Regions from separate parts of the Gossypium hirsutum genome. Here region 2 is linked to region 1. The links are chromatin contacts, called in public Hi-C maps. All regions are on one chromosome and are shown on one strand. Each heading gives the region's core, a stretch centred on a gene start, on an enhancer-like site or on the middle of the called end of the contact. The rest is flanking DNA. Distances are from core to core; before and after follow the strand shown.

Region 1 (5,958 bases), core at 1,789-4,288:
TACATAGGTGATATTCTAGGACACAGCAGTGTTTCCCTAGTTCGAAGGTTACACAGCTTAAGACACGGGCGTGTGTCTTAGCTGTGCGAGGCATACGGCCTGACTATGCGGTCGTGTGACCCCTATTTCCAAACTTTTGCACCTTTTTCCTAATTTTTCCAAATGCTTTCAAACTGGTCTAGAATTGCTTCTAAGCTATTTTTAGGGCCTTGAGGGCTCAGTTTAGAGACAATGTATATGGATGGTTTATGATGTGATTGAATTATTGAATGATATAATATTTAAATGTTTTTGAATGTACAATAATGCTTCGTAACCCTAACCCAATGACGAAGACGGGTTAGGGGAGTTATAGAAAAGATAGCAGAAAAAGAGGTAGAGGTGTAAATGAAATCCTGCTTCTATCACGTGCTGTGAAAGTAAAAAGCTACCATCGTTGTGTCGTTCAAACGATTTAACCCTTTGGGAATTGAGAAATCGTAAGCAAAATTCAGTATTTGAATTCCCTGAACAACTAATGCTTGATTCATTTCTTCCACCTTTTTGGTGTAAATGTAGGCTTTAGCTTCCACTGGACTTCTCGCTTTGTGGTGTCGCAAAGAGATGTTCTGGGCAACGCGGCCATTTCCTCTAGTCCTAGCCATGGTGTGCTAACAAAAGCTAGAAATAAAAATTGAAAAAACGATGGAAATTTTAAGAAGATTACCTCTGAAATCGCTCTCCTCAACAATTGGTTTTTTTTTTCAAATTCTCAAATTCAAATAATGTTATTTTTAGGGATCTGGTAACCTCCTTTTAAAAGAAATTTCTTTACACTTTAACGATTAAAATGAGAAAGAATGAGGGCACAATCAATTGCAAATAGCTGTACTCTTTCTTCACATGTGGCGAAGTGTACGTTGCAAATTAAAGTATAAAACTTACTCAATAAGTTTTTCTTTATGTTAATTCTTGCCTTATAGAACCAAGTTCCAAAAAAAGGCACTTTATAACTCTTCTTCAAACTAGGTGGGAGACACATTGTTAGAATACTTACTATTACCGACCCATAACCCGAATGGGTCCGGGTCGGATTCTACACAGTTCTCACATTAAGATTGCATATCAAGCTCGCTCATTAGGCTTGCATATCAAGCTTGCACATTAGGCTTGCATATTGAGCTCGCATGACGCTAAGTGTTATTACACATGGGACCATGCGGTGTGTGTTCACATATCACTATATAGGCGAACCCCTATCGTATAAACACGTGTTAAGTCTAGAGTGGGGTACATGTTGGCATGCATTAAACCAACCTAAGATATCACATCAATGAACAATAACTATATCATATAAATATACAACCTTACCATCTAAAGAAGATAGAGTAAAATACTCAACAAGAAGGTGGTAGGGGATGATGGGATGAGGATTGTACATTGCTTGAGAGGGAAGCATCAAAGATTGCTAAAAAAGATGCTGAACTAATGGAAAATAAGGTCAGTTTTTTATCTATTAATTTGGGTTTTAAACATTTTGGTTATGTTTTCAATGTTTTGAAGAAAAAAATCTGAAATTTCTACTTGATGTTTATTTTGTTGTTCATGAATCTACAGCTACTAAAACTTGAGAACTAGCTAAAAGAAGAGACCAAATTAAGGAACATAGCAGAGAAGAGGTTCAAGTTGTTGAAGAAGAAGCTTGAATCCTTCAAAAGAAACTGATAAAGAAAGAAGAAATAGAGAAAAGTGGCGATCAAAGAAATAAGAAAAGAGAAATAAAAGAAAAAGAAAGTCAAAACTAAAAAAATTACTTACCATGTGGAATATTGAGAAAGTTAGTTGCAAAAAAAAAATCCACTTCAAACAACCTGTCAAAATTCAAACTGGAATCAAAATATTTAATTTCAAAAGGTTGAGTAATTAAATTAAAAAAATTAATAGTTAAGTGATTAAAATAAAATAAAATAAATAGTTTAGTAATATTTTTTTACTTTTCCCAACAACTATTTGAAATATTATATTAATTATTTTTATTTTATGTATAGTTATTTTAACAAATATGCATTAAGTATTTTTTTGAAATTAAAATTAAAATTAAAATTCATTTATTTATTATTTTATATTTAATTATTTCAACACAAATACATTAAATAAACTGGTGATTAAATCTTTACATTTTAAATATTGTTATAGTTTAAATTCTAGTTAAAATTAAGCTTTTTTGTCCCTACATCCATCCTTAATAAATTAACTAAAAGGAAAAATGTAATATGAGAAATAACTAAAACATTATAAAGATATCGAATATGAAACACTAATATTTTAAATTTACATAATAATATAGAATGTTTTGCCTGCTTTTTCTCCGCTTCAATTTTTTAATTATACTTATAATTATTTATTAAAATAATTAATATAGACTAAAATTTAAAATTTAGATAAGTAAAGGGATAATATTAAAATTTTATCATTATTTTATATGGCAAAAGGAAAAGAAAAGGCCACATGTTTTTTATATAAACTATTAATGAAATTATAAACATTGAAATAGTAAAAATATAAAGCATGAAAATTATATTTTAAATTTGAGGGTAATATAAAGATTAACATTTTTATGAAATCTAAATAAAATAAAGGGACTAGAATTTAAGGTGTGAAAAAGGAAGGCCAAATATAATAAATTATTCCTCATCGAAACACCGTTGCCGTGGACCTATTTCTTTCTTTGAATCTATTTATGATTGACCATCAATTACTTTGACTATCAACTTATTTTCCGTTGACAATCGTATCAACGGTTATTATTCACTGTATAATGATAGAAACAAACAATGGAAGCAGCTAATTTCTGTTTCCAATATCCTTAAGGATCGATAAGAGAGGTGTCATTTTAGTACCCTTTTTCCATGCCGGCACGCATCCCAAATCTCCTCCATTCCTATCTTGTCTTTAGCCACAGCATGCCACTCGCAATGGAGAAAATTCAAATCTAAATTTAAGAAAAATGATTTTAATCCTATAATTATTACGAAACACGATGAAACGAATTTTAGGTTGCAGGATTGAAGTGTGAATTACACGCGCATGAAAGGAGAAGGGAATAGCGAAGGTGAGGCCAAAAAGGCTTACATATCATCGTCATCCAAAATCAGAACTCATAACCCTCCAATTGCTTTTACTGTAATAAATGAATAAATTAAATAAAATCTTTATCTTTCCCTTATAAGTGTCTTTCGCCAACTTCCCTTGTCCAAGCCTCTTTCTTTTCCCATTATTTTTCCTGCATTTTCTCCCTCGCCAAACAGAAATCTTAGATCATTTCTAGACGCAGCGAACGATGGAGAAAGCGATCAACCGACAGCAAGTTTTGCTTCAACACCTTAATCCTTCAGCTTCTTCTTTTTCGTCGCACCAAAACAACTCTGCCCTCTCTGTAAGATCTGTTTACTATTCTCATCTAAAAATCTTAGTGTAACTTTGACACAATTACTCAGAATTTTATTCCCTAAATTAAATCTCGATTTCAAATTTTAATAATTTTATTTTTCTATTTAGCGAAAAAAAAAAGAAGAATCATCTTTGATAACGTTTAGAACTGCGTTAATATTTAATTTATGGATTTAATTTTGATGATTTGATTATTTTTCTGTCAAATGATCTCCTTTTGTTTCTCTAATGAATTAAAAAAACTTGACAAAAATTCCTCAGGCATCGGCTTGTTTAGCTGGAGATAGCGCTGCTTATCTAAGAACTAATGTATTTGGAGATGATGTGGTGATAGTAGCGTAAGTAACTCTTTTTGAATTGACTAATATATAATCATTACATTTTTGTTGTAAATAATTGAGAGATTATTTGGAACTTTTTTTGTTTTAATTATGGAATTTATTATTATTATTTTACAGAGCATATAGGACCGCGCTTTGCAAATCCAAGCGAGGGGGTTTCAAGGATACTTATCCTGATGATTTACTTGCACCTGTTTTAACGGTTTGTCTTGGAAGAAATTTTGTTTAGGTTTTTCTTTTTGTGGTCGGTTTTTATTTTTTCCAGTAATTTATTATTATGTTGTTGTTACGTTTGAGTTTAGGCAGTGATAGAGAAAACAAATTTGAATCCTAGTGAAGTTGGGGATATTGTTGTGGGAACGGTATTGGCACCAGGATCTCAACGAGCTAGCGAATGTCGGATGGCTGCATTCTATGCTGGCTTCCCTGGTATACATAAATATCATTGATTTTGTTCTTATGGTTCTGTATTTTGTCGTTGTCATGTTGGTTGATTGTAAGCACTTCTTATGGTGATGCAGAAACTGTGCCTGTTAGAACTGTGAACAGGCAATGCTCATCCGGGCTTCAGGCAGTTGCTGATGTAGCCGCAGCGATAAAAGCAGGGTTTTATGAAATTGGTTAGAAACCTATGCTGCTAATGATATTTCTTTATCAAATTGTATTTTTACTAATAACTACTTGTATTGTAGGCATTGGAGCTGGGTTGGAATCTATGACTACTAATCCAATGGCATGGGAAGGTTCAGTTAACCCAAGGGTACTCACTATCCTTGTGTGCTTTTATTTGTTTCTCATTCTTCCAATAGCCGAAAAACATAAAAGGGAACTTTAAGTCTGATATGATCTTTTGCTGATTTTGGCAGGTGAAGCAAATGGAGCAAGCTCAGAATTGTCTCCTTCCTATGGGTGTTACGTCAGAGAACGTTGCTTATCGTTTTGGTGTGACGAGGCAGGAGCAGGATCAGGCTGCAGTAAGTTAGATTATTCTCTTGCAGTCTGGTGTTGCAAATGATCTATTACATGTTTGATTTTCTTAAATTCTGTTTGCCAGGTTGAATCTCACAGGAAAGCAGCTGCTGCTACAGCTTCTGGTAAATTCAAAGATGAAATAGTCCCTGTGGCCACCAAGGTAGCTACTATCTCCTTTCAACATATAGATATTATCTCTGTTTGATATGTTTTCACAGGAAGCTTTGTGTGTATATTCATGTTTTGATTGTAATATTTCATGTATGATGAAGATTGTTGATCCAAAGACTGGTGATGAGAAACCTGTCACAATCTCTGTTGATGATGGGATCCGAGCTAACACATCAGTGTCAGATCTGGGAAAATTGAAGCCTGTATTCAAGAAAAATGGGACCACTACTGCTGGTATTGAAAAATGCTCCAAATTCTTTCTTGAAGGTTATGCTGCTGTGTTGGTTTTAGCGTATTTTACTTATATGCTGATTGTATTGTAGGAAATTCTAGTCAAGTGAGTGATGGTGCTGGAGCTGTTCTGCTTATGAAAAGAAGTGTTGCGATGTGCAAAGGACTACCAATTCTTGGTGTTTTCAGGTCTGCAATTGCTTGGTTTCACATCCTTCACTTACACATTTATGAAGCATATCTTTTGGTGGTTATAGTTTTTCCGTTATAGCAGCAATTCAGCTTTTAATAAGAGCTGAAGCTTTATGTATCAGCTCAGCCCCCTCATTCTACAAACTAATCATAAACATGGAAGTTTCTATTAATATATGAAAGTGCTTGTTGATCTTCCAGGACTTTTTGTGCTGTTGGTGTGGATCCTGCTATCATGGGTGTTGGCCCAGCTGTGGCAATTCCAGCAGCAGTTAAATCTGCTGGTCTAGAACTTGATGATGTTGATCTTTTTGAGATAAATGAGGTGCAATTTTGAACATGAATTAGCTTCGACCTATGTAATTAGAGAGAATTATAGTACACTAAGTCTCTCATTTTATTATCTATTGCAGGCATTTGCATCCCAGTTCGTATATTGTCAAAAGAAGTTGGAGCTCGATCCACAAAAGATTAATGTAAATGGAGGCGCAATGGCAATTGGACATCCATTGGGCGCAACAGGTATTTCTCGCAACAGTTCATGCAATTTTGTTGTTTTTCCTGTGTGATTACTGTAATTATCTTTTGGAGTTGCTGATGGTAATTTATGCTCAAGATGATC
Region 2 (6,440 bases), core at 2,111-4,610, 180 kb after region 1:
ATATTTCTACCTGTAAGGAAGAGACATTCCCATAGCTTCAATTGCTGAAGCCATTGTATTTGTAGTATACATTCCCCCACAGGCCCCAGCTCCAGGGCATGAGTTACGGACAACATTCATTCTCTGCTCGTCACTTATTGATCCACTAGCATACTCTACATAACACTATGAGGCCAATCAGAAAAAAAATAAAAAACAGTTACAAGATTACCGAATTTGTCAAAATTTGTTTTTATTTTCTGATAAATTCACGTCATAGAAGTTAATCTTCACATATTACCATATGGTAGACTATCTAATAAAATTGCTAGATCTTGGCAAACTTCAAAACAGTCTGTCAGTCCTTATTCTAATCCTCAAAGGGCATATAAATGGGAAAAAGATAATGAAAATCAAAAGCAAACTTTGTCACTCAAAGGTGAATACTACTTCAGTTCAGGTAGGGGTTGAAAACTGAATCCAAAGGAAATGTACCAAGAAATAGCCCCCAAAGTTTGTGTGCCAACACCAGACACAGATCAATTGAACTAACAATCTATTCCACCTAAATATTCAGTCAATCCTTAACTTCTCAAGAAGATTCTAGGAAGACAGCAAATAGGAAAATATCACATTGCTCATAAGTCAACCAGGAAAAGTAAACTTCTCCCTTTTTAGATAGAATGCTCCCCTTTTAGATAGAATGGGTATAAATTCCAAAAGCTTGCAAAGGAAGAGATTAATGCAAAAGACAAACTCCAAAGAGCATCAGCTATTATAAAATGAAATACAAAAAAGGTTGGCAGTTAAATTTGTCTGCCACACACAACCTTGAGGTTCTTGATCATAAGCATACACAGAAGGTCATAGTTTAATCTTATGATTGTAAACTTTCATATTTTATTCCTCACAGAAATAGCCCATATACTTGCCAAAAATGATCATAGTTGAGGGAAATTTTATAGTATATTTTTATCTAAGTGTAATGTTCTTAACAAAAGATTGTAGTATCAGCATAATATGTCAAGTTCCTTGCTTTACTTTCAGAAATTTTCTTGTATTTGTCACACAAACTTTTATTGTCCTAAAAGCAAAGAATTAACAGACACCAAGCGTCTGAAAAAGGTAAATTCTTGAGCATAGGAATAACAAAACCAAAGAAAAAATTCAGCTAAGATGAAGATATAATAAGAAGCAATCAACTGTCATAACAAAATTCATTTAGCATATCACTGTGCATACCTGGAAGGCAGATATTATATCATATGTATTGCCTTGAAAATGACCAGGCTGCAAAAGAACAAGTACAATAAATAAATAAAGGCCTTTTGAAAATTGACGAACTATAACTATTTAAATTTGCAGCAATGTTACCTGAACTTCAATGAAATACACTATAGTATATTAAATGGCTATATGATGTATAATGAACAATGGAAGGGAGAAGCAGAGTAACAGATTGCAATAAACCTCATTTCTGACATGCAATCGTACAAGGACATAATATATTTCAGGTCAGAACTTAGAACATTTGATGCCTCAAATTCTTTCAAAAATATTCAGACATGATTTTCGGCGTAACATATTTGCCAGCATATCGTGTTATTCCAGGCCCACTCAATTTAGCCATTTGTTCTTTGCTGGATGCATTGATAAGAAATGTAATGAACACGTAATGTTTACGGGAAAGTTACAAAAGAATACAGCATTTATGACTCATAAGAATGAGTGCTTTCCACTTTGAAACCAATCCTTATAGCCTTGTTGTATATGATAGGTTCTGAATGTTAGATTTTTTTAAAACAGTGGCAGTGATTTTCTGAATAAAACTTACAACAGTGTTCTAAGAGCAAAACTAATAAAATATCAAGACTAAATGAGCCATTTGCAATGAAAGGAGAGTAGCCCATTGATGACACTTGCACTAGACAAAGCAAAGAAGAAAACCTTGATAGTTCCACCATAAACCATAAGACTTGGCCGATTGAGCCTCCCCATTGCAATAAGTGTACCTGGCATCTAAAGAACTAGCTAGCATTAGACTAATAGAAGGCACAATTGAGAAAGCAAACCTATATCAGACCATAGTTTATGATTGTTGAACTTTAATGAACCACAACTGCATTAACACATAAACTACTTCTATAGCTCTACCAAAGTCCAAACAATCAGAGCCCATGGGAAAATGTCTAAAAATTAAATTAATTTGATCACTTCAAATCAATTTTATTTTTTCAATCAAACCAGATAAAGAACACTCTTGAGTTAAATGCAGTTTACATCCTTTTCTTTCCTCTTCTCTTTCTCACAATTAAAAGCGATGAGCATATAACTAAATCACATTTATCTTTTTGTTTTTTTTTCCTTTCACAGTAAGGCAAGTTCATATATAGCGTCAAAATCAGGAAAAATAAAACACAAAATGCTTACAAAAGTATTAAAAAGAAAAGAAGAAGCAAAGTTAGAAACAAAGAGCTTACATTTTTATCACAACCGGGGATAGAGATATTGTCATCATACCACTGAGCACCCATAACCGTTTCAATACTATCAGCAATCAAATCCCTTGACTGCAAACTGAAGCTCATTCCCCTCGTCCCCATCGAAATCGCATCGCTTACTCCGACCGTATTGAATCTAAACCCAACCATCCCAGCGTCCTCAACACCCCGTTTCACCTCGTCCGACAGCTTCAACAAATGCATGTTGCACGGGTTCCCCTCGTACCACACCGACGAAATTCCCACTTGGGGTTTCGACATGTCGTCTTCTGATAATCCTACCCCGTATAGCATCGCCTGGGACCCGCCTTGTGACTTCGGTTCCGTTACTCTTGAGCTATATTTGTTGAGTTTTACTGTGGGTGGAGAGGGAGGGTCGGGTGTTACGGCTGCTTGGGATTGTGCCGTTATGAAAAGACATCGGCGGCGGTTTGGAGGAGGGGTGAGTGGTTTATTCGTGGGGATTACAGTGGCGCGTAAGGTTAGAATAGTGGCTTGCATGGCGGCGGGGGATGGGTTTAAGGTAGGGGATCAAAAAAAGCTGACTACACTTTACTTAGTTGCTTGTAAGGAATGACTGCTAGACACACGTACCATGCACTGATACACATGCTTATTTAAGGTTACAGGATAAGAACAAATCTTCGTGTGGGTCCCAAAAAGATGAGTTTAGATTCAGGTATAAAGCACGGTGGCGCGTGGTACAGAGTATAGGGACTAACCGGCGGAGGGAGTGGAAATAAGGGTGGCTTTAGAGACGGGTGAGAGGGCAATGCTTTTATTTTATTTATTGCATAAAATAGTTTATGGGTAAATGGAAGACGAAGAGGAGAGCCGGTCAAAACTGTGGTTGGTAATGTGCGCGCGCGTGTGTCGTTTTTCTGTTGTTATCTTCTGAAAGATAGCCACAAAATAAGGTAAGCGGATGATGATTCTATATTAATTTTTATCTATACCAGTCTTATGCCAGTTTTTCTTTAATAAATATTTATTTATAAATATATCATACTGGGACATAAGTTCTGTGTGAGGAAGCTACATTTTCGGTCAACTGATAATAATGGGACCACTAATAATGAATCATATTCCCCTTAAATTGAACCAACCGTTTCAAGTGTTGATTTGGGTATTCACCGTATTGTTTTTAAATTGCAGCCTATTTTGAATCATTTGAATCGTGGTTGTTTTTATTTTAAAATTATTGGCATTGATTGCGGACCTTGTTATGCTTTCTCGCATCGCATTTAGTGCATCACGTTTAGTGTAGGTAAGGCGTACTTACGCAACGTTCTCTGATTCATTGAGATTTCTTTCCGGTCATTCACTTGTTGTTTTCGTAAATCTTTAAATAATGAATTTTCTTAAGGTAAATTAATTACAAGAAGTAGATTGGTGTTCATGAGTTAACGATTGCGCTTAATGATTTGCTTCGAATCTGAGTATGGTTTGTTTGGAGTACCGGAGCTTCGGGTCATAACGACCTGGAAAATAATAAAAAAATAAACAAAAATTAAATATTGTATGTATAAGTTTTAATGTTTTTACTTATCTTATTAATTGTAAAAAAATATTTTCAATATTTATTGTTGAAATCTCCCCGGCAATGGTGCCAAAAACTTAACCGTCTATCATTTATAATTAAATATAACACCAAAAAATATATAAGAATTTAGGACAGCAATGCCTGCAAGTGCACAGGTCAAATTGTAATATAGTTTAGTTACAACGAAAGACTTGGAAGTGTTCTGATGATTGTTCGTACCCAAGGGAAGATGGCATAAATTATGAAAACTTTTTTACAATAATAAGTCTAAGTAGTAGTAACTAATTCCTATATTACAACAAACCATAAAATAGATTAATGAGATAAAAATAAATAACTAAAATAATTAAATATGAAAAATAAACAAATGAATTAAATCAATAAACCAGTCAGGAAGATTAACTCGCTTTAAGGTTTGTAATTACCTTTAGATTAGGGTTTTAGGGTGAATTAGCTATTGATTAACCAATTATTACTTCCCGAAGTCTAACTAGTTAATCGATTGGTTGATGCTCTCTTATCTCCTGACCTTATTTTCTCAACTAGAATAAACTACAATTACTCGGTTTGACTTATCTCTCGACCTCTTCTAACTTGTGATAACTTCCTATGGTTGCCAAGCCTAATGGTTTAAGAACACGTAATCTATACCAACTAATCCTCTCAGGAAACCCTAAATCTTCCGTTAATCACATCCCCATCCACTCGTTAATCTCCTTTAAGGGATTAGCCATTCATGTTATTCATAATCTCAATCTCAATTGAATAAATCAAGTGAAGAACACGATTGAATTGAAAGAGAAACGAGATTAGAATAATCGTGGATTGATATCGAATGGAGAACAGAGTAACAAATCGATTGATTGGAATAATGAAATATGTCGAGTGCAAATAGAAGAAATAAACTGAAATAGTTTAATAAAATAAATAAACTCTTAGATCGAAACTGATTCCAAAAGGAAAAACAAATAGTTAAGAAAAGCCGAAAGAAAATTAATTTAATCCTACTCCTAAACTACTAGGGTTTTTAGTGCTTCTAAGATGACTTAGTTACATCAAACTCCTAATGTCTTATTTATAAAAGTGTTGGCAGTCCAAATTAGGTCTTTGACACATCCTAGGTCTTTGTATAAAGTCGATTGTACGGATGAAAATAGCCTCAACATACTTGGGCAGCAAGTCAACCTTTGCCGCGCCATGCAAGGGTTATGGTGTGACACGACGTGTTCCATGCCAACTTTGGTTCGTTTTATGCTTTGACATCCCGGGAAGCTTGTGCATCACTCGTCCCTTGCTTCCACATCAATTAGGCCTATAAATCTTCATCCTACACACTCAATTACACATATTAGCACTACATAAGGCCTATGCCGGACTAGTGGGTCACAACACTCAAAATGTGTTAAAAAACACTTCTTTTACTAATATTTAATTTTAAGTTCTAAATACCAGAAACGTAATATAAAAGACTAAAGTGGCTATAAAACAAGCCCCTTAAATGCGTAAATGACCTGAATTAATTACTACATTTGACAGCAGGTCAATGTATAACTCAATTAAAGGGCACTTACATCAAAAGTGACAACACAAAACATATTTCCCCAAAATTATTTTTCACTCATGATCTTGAGAAGAAATGTGACATAAAAATTCAACAAATTCGTACTAGAGATAATTTGACAAATTTTTTACCAAGGCATTACCAACCACAATGTTTGAATGACAATTTAAAGATTTAATATGATGTTGCCATTAGGGGAGGCTAAAACATATTGTACTCTTTTCCTTTAACTAATGTTTTGTCACACTAGGATTTCCTAGTAAAGGTTTTTAACGAGGTAGTTATTATAAAAGATTGTGCACTCATTTTCCTTCATTAAATTTTTATCACACGTGTATTTTTTCCTAATAAGGTTTTAACAATGCACATTTTTGTTGATAGATATCTAAAATGGAGTGTTGTAAATCCATTGATAAATGGATGTCTATACAAGTCTTGCCTCGCCCAAAGATTTATTCTCTCGCATCCCTTAAAGAATTTATAGGGTGCCATAATATCTTTTTATTTATGCTTTTAACCTTTGGTGATTAACATCCTATAAATAAAGGGCATGTATAAACTTATTGTCTTCCAAGTAGAAAATTGAATTATCCTTTCATTTTTGTTCACTCTTCTCATATATTCTTACAATAATTTTCTTAGTTTCATAATAATATATAAATATTCATATAAAAATAAATTTTGCAATAATTCATGAATTGTTATCCAAGTTTAGGAATTAATTTAAGATTAAATCAAATTAATTTAAAAAAAATTACTATAACAAATACAATAAAAAATATAAATACATGTTTGAGCAATTATAACATAAAATCAAATTTAAATGCTCAAATACCTAGCCTCTAACTTAACCAAC

Evidence for each region. Hi-C and Micro-C count contacts between places; a contact is called where the count stands out from the background.
Region 2: a contact with region 1 is called in a Hi-C map of leaf, with 2.5 times the contacts expected there. The contact joins the promoter of LOC107897843 here to the promoter of LOC107897747 in region 1. A contact is called at or near these places in 2 of 34 Hi-C or Micro-C datasets (callus and leaf).

The regions. Positions count from the first base shown.
Region 1 is chrA10:63,804,810-63,810,767 of Gossypium_hirsutum_v2.1, forward strand. It overlaps LOC107897747 (3-ketoacyl-CoA thiolase 2, peroxisomal), which reads left to right and starts at 3,039. Exons shown (of 14, transcript XM_016823316.2): 1 at 3,039-3,415; 2 at 3,691-3,767; 3 at 3,888-3,972; 4 at 4,073-4,199; 5 at 4,292-4,390; 6 at 4,463-4,530; 7 at 4,637-4,744; 8 at 4,825-4,902; 9 at 5,015-5,147; 10 at 5,237-5,333; 11 at 5,538-5,661; 12 at 5,750-5,858. The coding sequence starts at 3,320.
Region 2 is chrA10:63,986,177-63,992,616 of Gossypium_hirsutum_v2.1, forward strand. It overlaps LOC107897843 (dihydroxy-acid dehydratase, chloroplastic), which reads right to left and starts at 3,361. Exons shown (of 14, transcript XM_016823421.2): 1 at 2,460-3,361; 2 at 1,927-1,998; 3 at 1,222-1,269; 4 at 11-165. The coding sequence starts at 2,981.